4 separate regions of the Gossypium hirsutum genome follow, and all the other regions are linked to region 4. Evidence: chromatin contacts called from public Hi-C data. All regions are on one chromosome and are shown on one strand. The core of a region is the stretch at or near the end of the contact, and the rest is flanking DNA. Distances in the headings are between cores, read along the strand shown.

Region 1 (3,361 bases), core at 312-2,811, 380 kb after region 4:
AAACAAAGTTTTAACCCCAAGAAACAAGCAAGTAGCCTATTCAAGTATATTTCGAGAAGTCCAAATGTTCTTACAATTAAGGAGAATTTAAGGAAATCAACATAGCAACAACAAACAACCACTTTGAAACAAAGCATTCTTGTTTGCTATAAATTGAAGATGGGAGAACCATTTGGGGTTGAACCAAGCAAAATAAAAGGCATTAAAAGAATACTTAGAGAAACAATTTGGAATCTATTTCCTAGAAAAGAGCATCAAATTCTAAAAAGGGGACAATGCTTCCATTATCATAACCATGTAGCCAGATGGTACTTTATCCAATCCACCAGATGGGATAATTACTAAGGAAAATTATCATTTAAACCCTGTGTATGCATGCACATGCAACTATTCCATTATATGGAGATAGTTAATCCTCTTGTGAGTCATGACATTAATTTATACTTGACTCCTTTTTTTCTTTTTTAAAGTATTTATACTAGACTCCAATGACATTAGGAAGGGACTGATTCCTTGGCAGCTCACGTATAGAACAAGAAGCAGGATATGCTTCCCTCATCACTCTTTTGATGGTGTACTCCTTTTTGGCAACTCTTTATGCGTCATCCACATCAATCCCAATCCAACATAGGGAACTGCCACCAGCTTATAATGGCATTAACGTTATACTGGGCTCACTAATTAACAGAACAAGAAGCAGGATCTATTCTCACTCTTGATGGTTACTCCTTTTTGGCAACTCTTTATGCATCATCCAGATTAATCCCAGTCCTACATAAGAAACTATCACCAGCCTATGCTGCCCTAAAATAGCATAAGACTCGTTGGCTAACTCAAAAATACGTTCATTTAGCGCTAATTAGAGATTTACTGGATTGATAGAACGGGCGATATAAAGTTTCAGTTGAAACTTGAGAGTAACTTGACAGTCCTAGTGATAATAGTAACAAATATAATCATGTATTTTTCAGCTCAATATATTAATCCATTCATCCCTTGAGCAGTTTCACAAAGGAATTGTTTACACATTAGGAAATAGATTATTTCAGTTCCATATTGAACTGCTTGAACCTCCATATTTAAGTGAATTGATATGAATGAACCTGTCAGAACTTAAACATGATAGTTGGGCCCTTTCTTATAAGCTCAAGCTTTCAATGATCCAATTTAGAAAACCTACACTGTGAATCACTAAATTTCAATTTCTGCACGAAGCATAAATGAATTAAGAGCAGTTCCAATTCTGTAAAGAGCCCAAACAACTCACCAAAGTTATAATATAACAAAAAAAAAAGGGGGAGTCCTAAAACCTGAAGGGAAAAAGGCATACCATGAACTCGGTTAGCCAAATGGTGCAAGGCTGAGTCTTGATCTGATTGAAACTTCAAGGGAACCCGACCAGGGGAAGCGATAAGATCGGATCCTTTTGGGACTTCACCAGAGCGACAGCCAACAAGTCGTAGCCCGTGGGTGGTGGGCTGGGCTATCTTCTCTGATACTAACTCGTGCGCAAGCCCACCTTCCCTACTGGAACTGAGTGAACTGAAAGATGGGATAAGAATCTTTTAGAGTCCATGGTGTTATACGTTTTTAATTTAAACGCAACCGCAAGATATTAGAATAAAAAGAAAAAAACCATTAAAATATTTGTTTAAATATGAAACAATTAAAATATTTTTAGAATAAACAATAAAACATAAATTAAAATTATATTTTATTAAATAATCAATAAAAAATATTAAAATCATACAATATTAATTTTAAATTATATTTATATTATTCTTAAAATATATATTCATATTAAATAATAAAATGCATTTGAATTATTTTATTTTTTTGATATCTTTCATTTTTGTTTTATTATCCACATTCGCGATCCCCGTAACTATTTCTCTTAATTTATTTTCAAGGTTTGGATATACATTATCTCTTAAGGAGTGTAATTTATCTTACCATTCTATCTAACACTTAGATAACATTTAGTAATAGAAAGCAATCATTTTCCAAGTAATTATTCTCATTTTATATTAGTTTAGAGTATTAATCTATTAATAAAGGTAAAAAAAAAGAAAAAAAAAAGAAAAAGAAGCTATTGCCTCATTCCTCCTCCTTGCTACTTGATATTCTTTACTACTTCAAAGAATTATTCAACGGAATCATCTATATATTATATCGTTTAAATATTAAATTCTATTTTTTTTCTCTTTTCTTCTGTGCATTAATTGAGAACATAGTATTTATGAATCTTTTCAAGCAAAAGGAAAAAAAATTAAAGTTCAAGCTTATCTCTAACATTGTTTTTAGCATAACCTTTTTACATAATTTACCTTTAAATTATGACGTGTTGTATGTGATTGAAAATTTTACAAGAATGATTTTCAAGAATGAATAAATGATTGATAATCAATTCCAAAGTAAAATGGATAAGACAAGTGATAAGTCAAATTTCAAAACAGTTACATGTCATATTCAGGTAAATTATTTTTTATCAATATGTAAATTATGTTACATTGGGGCTTTGGAAAAAAATAATGTAAAATGTATCAATTAAATTTTAATATTAATTATTTAATCCAAAAATTGGTTAAGAGTAAAGTTCATTATAAAAATTAAATATATAAATATTATATTTTATGTAATAAGGATAAATTTATAAATTATCATTACATTCCTAGGAAAATACTTAATGAATCAAACGTGATAATGTAACTTTCTCGATATTTTAATTAATATCTTTCAATGTATTCCAATAGTTGTAAAGTTATTTTCCAATCAAAATATAAAATAAAAAGAATTTGCCAAGACAAAATTATCATTTTTTTGTGTGTGTTTAGGAATAAGATTCAAAAAAATGTCTTTTCTTGTTATAAATATTTTTTAAAATATATTTTTCATTAACATCAAACTTTAGTATAAAGATAATTTCAAGTCATATATATATATAATATGAATACACTTGAATTTATTCCTACAGTGTAATGATGAGTAAATTTTTTCAAATTTTACATATTCACAAACTTGAGTTAATATATAAGTTATTTTTTAAATATATTCATGTAATGGATCCAACAAAGACGTGAGCAAGGCAACCTTGTGTATTAATTCAAATATTTTTTAAAAATAAAAATTATTGAAAATATTATTAAATATTTAATTCAAAGATTTTTTAATAATAAAAATTATTGAAAATGTTAAAATACATTATTATTATCTTTTATTTAATAGGAGTGATTTTGCAAAGTACCATTACATTCTCATGAAAGTGTTGAGTGTATCAAACGTGTTAATGTAACTTTTTTTATATTTTAATCAATATTTTTCAATATATATAAAATGTTATAAAATAACTTTCCCGATAATA
Region 2 (3,040 bases), core at 39-2,538, 410 kb before region 4:
AATAATCATATAATTGGAAGCTATGCCATTAGATGGTTGGAGAAAAGAAATCCTTGATTTTGGAATCATACAAGTACACCTTTAAGGTCAAAAAATGTGGTGAAGGTAACATAATACCTTTTTAAGAGAGCTAGCACCTTATCAACAGTTTCATATGCATCCCATATGAAGAGTCAAAATTGGCCGTTTTGGAAAAATTTCATGCATTATATATAGCTGCCATATACTACAAGTCCTAGGCATGGAAAACAAAGTAATACCTGTTTAAGGGTTATTGCTTCTTTTTTTTCCAGAATTTACTCAATCAACATCAATATCCCTTATTTGTAATAAGGTACACGAAAGAGTGTTGCCAGATCTAACTAGTTATAATAGTATATTATAATGGCTTTGCCACAGCTAGAACTATAGATAACTTAAACTCAGAACACTACATAAAAGAAAGCAAAAAAGATAAGGAGTTAACAAAGAACAAACATATTTTAATCTGTGTTCGCGTTAGCATTTTACAGATTACAAACCGTAGGGCAAATGAAAAGAGACTAAATCTAAAAGCAATTTAAACCCTGGCTACACTGATTCCATTCCTACAATATCTCAATCTCTCCACACACACACACAAGGATACAAACTCAATCATTAATACTTCTAAAGAAGCCCCATCAAACACTGGCAATAAAATCCATTAAGAAAATAAAAATCTTGTAATAAATTCCAACAGAAAAGCCCGTAAAAGTTTCACCTTGAATATCAAGCCAAGCACAACAAATCCATTCTCAAGCATTTCGAAACAGTACTTCGAACTAAACAAAAGAGCACCAATAATCAAAGCTAAAACCCTTTTCCACCAAATCCAAACATTATCCCAAAAAGAAAAATCCCAGAGATTCAACATAACCTTCAAAGCCCCATCAATCGAACAATAATAACAAAATTTCACCGATAATCGAAAAATATGAGGGAAATTGGGAAAAAAATGAGGGAAATCTAGGGCTTCGAAAATCGAAGACTTACCAACAACCCTCGATCCTTCAGAACCCATTCCTTCTTTTGATCGTTCCAATTCAAAGAAATAAAAGAGAAAAAAAAAGGTAGGGTTTTCTCTGATTCAGAAGAGACAATCCAAAACAAAAAGCAAAATTAAGAGTAAAAACACGAAAAAGGAGAGGAAAATTTGTAAAGAGTAAAACAGTAAAAGGGGAATGATTAGATAGAGAGAGAGATTTATACTTTATAGTGCCTGAAAGTCCAACTCCTCCTACACCTCACACCTCGCAAAGGTCCACTCGTAAAACCTTATTTTATATATATATATATATATAATATTATATTAGATTCTATAACAACTACTAGAATCTTTCAATTAAGTCTTAATTTAATTAGTATTAACTTCATTATCTCTGCCCTTAGAGTCGGTTAGATGCGCATATTTATTTCGCAGTTAAGAATTTGAATAGAGTCATAAATTGTTCTAAATATTTGTATAAAAAAGTTATATGAGTGAAAAATATTTTATAGTAAAAAATATATTTATAAAATTATTTTAATAAATGATTATAAGTGAAATGGTAAGAGATTTTTATATAAATTAATTGGTTTTATATTTGATTTTTAAATAATAATTTTAGTTGTCTTATTTTTAAAAAGATAAAAATATATTTATAAATATATTACTTGCCTCCTTTAAAATAAAAATATTTTAATAATTTTACAATTGAATACTATCAATTTGACTTATAATGCTAACTCAATCCACCTTTTTATATATGATATAGATAACTTCTTCTTTTTTGTCATTTCTTGATAAATTAATATATTTTAATATTATCTCTTATATATATTATTTTATATAGTCTGTAAAGGCAAAGGTTCTAAATCTTAGCATCTAGTTTCGAGATCCATCAAACTTAATGTGTATCCAAGTCCCATCATATGTTGTTTGTTGTCAAGGGTAAATCTCAAAACTACACATAAATCTTGATTCGATATGTAATTTGATATATGAACTTTGATTTGGTGTAATTATACACTTGGAACTTTGATTGTAATTTAAATGTATACATGAAACTTTACTTTTAATCCAATTGTACAAATTTAAAAGAATAAATACATAAATTTAATTGTATATTAGATATATAATTACTTGTCTTAATGTCTACTTAATATGGTGTCATATCGATAAGTATGTTATTAATTTGTAAAAATTGAATTAAAAAGAAGTCTTAAAAAGTTGTCATGTGTCTTTTTTTTATTAATATTTTACTATATTTCTATAGGACACTTGTCAATCCCGTAACCCTATTTGTGGAGTCTAAAAACTCCATTGGTAAGGTACCAAATATTTTCTCCTAAATTAATACTCCATGTATAAAATTGCACAAATCAAAGTTTATGTATAGCATTACACATTGAATCAAAGTTCGTTTTGAGATTTATCCCTTTATTATCATGTGTGAGTTTTAGTTCGGTTGATCAATTTTAGTCTATTTGTGTTGTAATTATTTAATTCTACACTTTAATCCAGTTTTAGTCTATCTGTATTGTAATTATGTGATCATACACTTTGTGGTTGTTGGGATATGTCCTCGTATTTGTATTTTGATTGTATTTGTAAACTTTCAATATATATATATATATATTATATTTTAATTATTTAGTAATGTCGTGTTTACATATATTAGTTTCTAATACCACATGTGTTTCATGTGATTTTTTTTAGATAAACAACCAAAAACGAAAACCCAAGATTACATTAATTTCACAAAGCATTAACATAGTCCACTTTGACTAAATTTTGAACTACTGTGGAGGATCTCCAAACCATTAAATCCTTGTGAATTTTGTCACCATAAACTTAGCCATATGGTCAGCAACTATATTCTATGATGTCAGAATGTGACAAATAATAATCTTTCAATTAAGATTTAATAAGACTATAAATAATATATTTTCAATTACTATAATTAGTGCAAAGTAATATTTATTATTCAAATTATTTAAATAATTAAAATACATTAATTTATTAAACAATTCAAATATT
Region 3 (3,361 bases), core at 33-2,532, 270 kb before region 4:
TTCTTTCACATTATTCCAAAATGTTAATAAAATATTTTCGTAAATATGTGTCTATCACATGAGAACTTTAATATATGAAAAACAGAGGTTTTTTTTTTTTTAAGAATTGTATATGTAAATTGTCTAATACATACATGTGTTTTTAAATATGACCCACTTCAAATTTGAGCTTGTATTTAATACTAAAGCTAATAGTTAGGTTGACGGAATCACCTTATTGATAAAACGCAATTACTTACTATGACTTAATTAGAGAATTCAAATCATAATTTAAATATGTATGTTAAAATTAACCCTCAAAAACTTAAATAGAAATATTTATTTTTTTAAATGAAATCAAATAAAATGTGCCCGATTAAAAACTAATTTTAAACTTACATATACAAATAATAATCCGGGGTTTATAATTTTTTAAAAAGCATTTAATAGTGATTGCATATATTTTTAAACAGAATTATACGTTTAACAGTGTAATGCATTTGTAAAATAATTAAATTAATCTTTTGAACAGTAATATTGTAATTTAGGAAGTATTAACATTATATATATATTAGTAATTTAGTTAAAATTATTTTAAAATACTTTTTAGACTTCAAGTTAATTTCTTTATAAAAAAAACAACATTTTTTTTGAAGTAGGAAGTAATTTTGGAATAAAAATATTACATTATTAACACAAACTTATTAGTATTTTTGAAATAAAGTTAATATTGGTTTAAAATATTTAAACATTATTTTAAAAAATTTTAAAAAAATAGTAGTTAAAAATTATGTTTGAAATATAAAAGGTTTTTTTTAAATATTGATTTTATATAAGGTATAAGCATTAAATCGGATTAAAATATATAATATCAATTTTGTAATTGATCTGGAAAATTTTGTAATTGGTGAGGTTTGGCCTTGGGAGCACCAAAAAAGAACATATGTTTTTTCAGGCAACAAAAGTGAGTTGGATAAGCATCTTCTTTTTTGTGAACCAAAAAAAATATATAATATCAACTTTTTTTTTTTACTTTTAAAGTGAAAATGATTGTTGGAAATAAACCCATCAGACGAAAAAAAAAAAAGTCAATCATTTAAAATAGTATAAACTTTGAATACATTATTTAAATTAAAAAATATATATATAAACATAAAAGAAATTATTAATACCTAAAAGTTGATATAAAATTATAATAATATATAACCAAATTAAAAAAAAGAAGAAGATATGTATGTTGATTTTGTGGATACTAATATTAACTGCCCCACCATGCGAGACTTTTCATATTTTTATTTTATTTTCTTTCCGCCCACCCATACCACTTAAAATCAAAACATTAGTAGAAAGAAACAGGACATGTGAAAGGTTTTTATTATGGTTATACATAATTATGTGTTATAAATTTTTTATTACCTTATTATCACCAATTATATCAATTATTATTTTGAAAATTGGGTTAAAGGAATGTTTTCATTCTTTTGGGTTTAAAATGCAGTAGGACTACAATCATAAAATAATGTGATTTATCTTTTATAAATATAAGCATGTCCCTTAATATTTATATTCTTTTGCCAATTTAATTTTTATTTTTTTGAGTTAAATTTGATCTCTAATTTTTTTAATGACAGTCATAATTGACAATTAACTTTTTTAAAAAAGAGTTAAATTGCTTTTTTTTTAAATAAAAATATTGGTTAAAATATCAAATTTTTGAATATGACAATTCTCATGTATTTCATACTAATTTTTAAATTTTTTATGAGTTTTTTTATATTTTTAAATTTTGACTTGTTTTATTATTTTTTATTATTTTTATAATTTTTGAATTGTTTATTAACTTGACATAAAAAAAATAAATAGTGCTATGTCAGCATGAAGCACACGTGAATTGTTACGCAAGTTACCACACCAACATAGTTGAAAAATTAATGTTCCAATCAATATTTCTATAAACATATTATTTTACTACTTTTTGAAAGGTGAAAGACTAAATTTAGCTAAAAAATGAATAAGGGTCAAATTGGCAAAAAAATATAAACATTAAAGGCTAAATACATCATTATGCCTAAAAATAATTTATCTTTTTAGATTAACCCATAACTTGACCCCAAAATTATAACACATTATCACTTTGATACCTAAAAATTTAAATTTGCTTCACTTTAGTACCTAAAGTTTCCAAATGTTATATCTATTATTCCAAGACTTAGATCCATTAAAAAATACTATTACGGCAATAACATGCCATATCACTTTATTTTTTTCGAAATAAATTTAAAAAAAAAACAAAAAGTAGCAAAAAGAAAAAGCTAAATTAGTCATATATGCCAACAAATTTTAGGGAAATAGGCTATTTTTGGAGAGACTGTGTGAAAACACGTCTAGCTGGGCAGCTTTCTACCAGTTGACAAGAAAGCACCCAGTTGGATGCGTTTTCCCTTTAAGTTGTAATTTTCTACTATTTTCATACAATCAATTTCTTTGGTCATATGGTTAAATGTTAGTGGTTTTGCCCTTGAGTCCTAGGTTTGATTTCTTTCCCACTCACATTAGTATTTTTTATTTCATGTTGTTTTAAGTTTTATTATTATTGTTTTCAATTAATATTTTTAATATATCAATTTCCTTATTTAAATGGTTAAATAAAATAATTCTGTCCTTAAGATCCAAGTTCAATCCCCCTTTTCTAAATAATTTATTTTATGCTGTTTCAAGGTTTTTTTATTTTTAATTAATAAATATTTTTTTATTTTAATTCATTTTTTAAATATTTTTAATTAATTACTCTGATATTCATAAAATCAAATAATAAATATGTAATTATATAATAAAAATATATATTTTACAGTTAAAAATATTTGAAATTAATAACTCATTTATATATAATATAAACATCAACTAAATTTTTTGATATATTTTTTATATATAGTATTTATATGTCAAATATTTATTTTCTGCATGTATATTGTGGGTATGGTGATTTCTAATATTATAAAATGAAACAATTATTTCAAATATAATTATTATTTTTATATGTAAAATATTTTAAATGCCATTGTAACACCCTGATTTTTGGGGTTAGAAGTTTGAGATTCTAAGTAAGGGTCAGTGAGTAGGTCGTGCATTTGGGATAGTGTCTGTGCTTTAATGTTAGAATAGACTTGCTGGCCTAGTGGTTGGTTGAGTGTTAATGTACCTTTGGATTTTGGGTTCAATTCCTTATTTGTGTGTTTTGAGAGGTATTTTTATTTTGCAACTATTAGATTTGTTTAAAAAATAAATAAATAATTATTTTTTCTTAATGTTCATATTATTTTATTTTTATTTTTATTTATTTTCTTTTCTTTTGGCACATTCTCCATCATTTTTTTCTTTCTTT
Region 4 (3,007 bases), core at 218-2,717:
TATGAAGTCCCACTTCCCCAGTTCACACTGTTTTAAAAGTATATATAAATATTAATAAGAATTTCAGTTCGAGAAACGTTGGGATTTTTAAACAATGATTAAGGAACAGTTGAATTAAATAGTAACCTCAACATTGCCTCGAACACCAGCTTCTTCAAGTGACTCTCTTAATGCAGCTTCTTCTCTAGATTCATCAAGCTCCCAACCACCCTGAGAATTAAAACCAAACAGCCCCACAATAATTATTAATGCAAGATTTGACAGAGCAAACAAGAGTTTTAATTAACTTTTTTGAAACATTACTGAATCTTTATACCTTGGGAAACATCATTTTTTGACATTTCTGGGAGGAGATCACAAGTACCTCCAAGTCATCAGTCATGGTTCCATCACTGCTAGATTTGTATCTATAGGGAATGCACCTGCAATCGTCGAAATTGAAGAAATGAGTTTTGCCATCATTCATCCCAAGAAAAAAGATTTTTTTTCTCTCTTTATACAATAAAATGGAAACAGTCCAAGGCTCCTAGCATGAAATTTCTGACCAAAAATGTCAGGCCCCAGTTCAGAAAAGAACAAAATTTTCAACAGGAGCCCAGAAAAATTAAAGATAAGGGAACAAATAAAATTTCTCAAGACGAAAAAAAAAAAAAGGATGAAGCAAATCAAACTCTCTTCATCATGAAAATCTCACCCAACAACTTGGCGTCGGCCTAGGTTATCGTATCGCTGCAAGTGCCTTCCAGTGCGAGAAACCATGCAAACCATCCTCAAACAAATTGAAAATAAACGATCGAACAAGAACCAAGAATACCCAGAACCAATAAATTGAAAGAAGAACTAAATAGAACAATTTATGGAAGCAAATAAGCTTAGCCCCTGACGAAATTAACCAGATATTATTATTTTTCTTTTGTAAATTATAGAAACAATCCCGGGAGATAGGCTTCTTCAGAGTATAAAGAAACTGATTATCGTAAAATTGGAGTATATTTTCAGGTAAAAAGGCAACAAAAAGAGAAAGATAATTGAGAGAGAAGCTGAAAATGTAAGGACATGGAATTGGGTATTTATAGAAAAAAGGGGAGAGAGAGAGAGTAAACAAAATTAATTAATTAAACACAAAGTTAGTGCATAATAGTAGTAGTAGATGATGATAATGATGTTTATGATTCGAAAAAAGGGTAGGTGTTGAGACGCGTCTCCTTCTATAAGCTTCGGTGCCGTTTCGTTAACGAGGGTTTAGAGTTTTATTAGTTTAATATTATTTTATTAGAAAAAAAAAAAGAGAGGGTTTTTATAAGGTGTTGTAGCCAACACGTACACGGTTGATCTGATGTAAAAAGGAATTGACTTTCTTTATCAAGCATCTCGCTCACGTGTGCGATCATTGGCTATGCATGTTGGCTGTTTTTCTTTGAGAAAAATGAAAAGAAGGAAAAAGGAAAAAGTGGAAAACGGCTGTGTATGCTTCTTATTTGGTCTTATCTGGGTTTTATGCCGCAGTTTAAGTGTATAGATAAGATTGTACATGTTGGCTTTTTTTATTTTCAATTTTGTATTTGTCATTAATAAAGTTAAATTTTGGGTTTAAAAAATTAAAATAATCTTATTTGTCATAATACAAATTATAATTATACAATTATATAATGTAGATTTTAAAAAATAATATTTATTATAGAAATGGTGAGCTAATACTTAAGTACGAATTTCTATAAGGAGGTACAAAATTTAAAATCAAACCATCTTATATAATATGTTAATTCAAGAAAGTATTTCGTAATATGATTATTAATAAAATTAATAAGAAAATAGATATTCTAATGCAATTTTATTTAATTACTCTAACATTCAATTTTTTTGTGTTATTCTCTCTTTAACATTTAACATATACTCATTGTGATCCATTGGAATAAATAATTTCATAAAAAATAGTATAAATCATTTATAATAAATGCTATGTAATTTAGTTAATTATTTAATAGCTCCAAATATATGAGAAACTATCTCGTCAATAAGATTTTCATATTATTTAAGCAATATAACATATAATTATATTTAAAAATAAAATGTATATCCTAAAATTATAAATTTTAAAAATAAAATTATGAACAAACATAATAGGATTGTTTTAATTACACTCAATTAAGTGATTACCAAAACTGCTATAGAAGAAATAATTATACCGACTTTCCAAATAAGCCTAGAGTTCAATTAATGAGTATTTATATGTATTTATTAAATAGTTATTAGAGGATTATATTTTTGGTTAACACATTACTTATAAATATTTCCAATATAATTTTTTTTATTAAAGTTCAATATTATTTAATTTTAAATAACGCTTTTTATATTTCTAATAATTTAAAACTAAGATTGACGGCTATAAAGTATATACATTAACAAGTTATAGCTATTTTCATTTAGGGAGCGGTTCTATGTCCGCAACATATAACATTACATGGATACTTTTATTGATAGAATTTATGGCTTTTCTCCATTTTTTTTCTTTCATTATGTACTTAATGTAAAATTTGTTTTTCATAATATAATTAATATAAACATATTTTTTCGTTAATAATTAATATAAAATTACTTCCCATTATAAAATATATTTTATTAAACTGTATTTTTTATTGACTTTAATAGAAAATATTAAATTTAATCATTAAGGGTTGAATTTATGATCACATCATATGTTATAAAAATATGATGTAAAAGGATAATTATAAAAGAAAAAAATCTGAAAGGATGAGTGATGGGTTTAAAAATTAAGTTAGTTTGTATAAATGGATAAGTATGTATATTATCATGCATATGAAATAACTTTCAATTTTAAAGTCGACCAAAAAAAACTTTTAATTTTAAAGAAAACAACTAAAACATTTAAAATTTTATATCTCTGTGTGTTATAATTGAATAAAGTTATTTTTGATATTTCCAACTGAGTTAATATTTAGTTTATTCAGATTTATTTAAGTATAGAGCATATATTATGTTGTTATCT

The links. Hi-C and Micro-C count contacts between places; a contact is called where the count stands out from the background.
Region 1: a contact with region 4 is called in a Hi-C map of callus, with 2.6 times the contacts expected there. The contact joins the promoter of LOC107886326 here to the promoter of LOC107886322 in region 4. A contact is called at or near these places in 2 of 34 Hi-C or Micro-C datasets (callus and leaf).
Region 2: a contact with region 4 is called in a Hi-C map of leaf, with 2.0 times the contacts expected there. The contact joins the promoter of LOC107886278 here to the promoter of LOC107886322 in region 4. A contact is called at or near these places in 2 of 34 Hi-C or Micro-C datasets (callus and leaf).
Region 3: a contact with region 4 is called in a Hi-C map of leaf, with 1.5 times the contacts expected there. The contact joins the enhancer-like site here to the promoter of LOC107886322 in region 4. A contact is called at or near these places in 2 of 34 Hi-C or Micro-C datasets (callus and leaf).

The regions. Positions count from the first base shown.
Region 1 is chrA03:86,032,714-86,036,074 of Gossypium_hirsutum_v2.1, reverse strand. LOC107886326 reads right to left here and starts at 1,561. Exons shown (of 5, transcript XR_005913943.1): 1 at 1,331-1,561.
Region 2 is chrA03:86,828,001-86,831,040 of Gossypium_hirsutum_v2.1, reverse strand. LOC107886278 (ubiquitin-conjugating enzyme E2 variant 1A) reads right to left here and starts at 1,288. Exons shown (of 5, transcript XM_041097801.1): 1 at 1,015-1,288. The coding sequence starts at 1,042.
Region 3 is chrA03:86,680,877-86,684,237 of Gossypium_hirsutum_v2.1, reverse strand. No RefSeq gene overlaps it. Among protein-coding and RNA genes, the nearest start is that of LOC107886277, 14 kb to the left of the region's middle. Within about 2 kb of position 1,282, at least 1 of the 9 cell types and tissues checked has an H3K27ac peak or open chromatin away from gene starts, as enhancers often do. A contact at or near this core is called in leaf, where this site is marked.
Region 4 is chrA03:86,413,480-86,416,486 of Gossypium_hirsutum_v2.1, reverse strand. LOC107886322 (nudix hydrolase 18, mitochondrial) reads right to left here and starts at 1,467. Exons shown (of 5, transcript XM_016810221.2): 1 at 695-1,467; 2 at 317-422; 3 at 127-210; 4 at 1-27. The coding sequence starts at 768.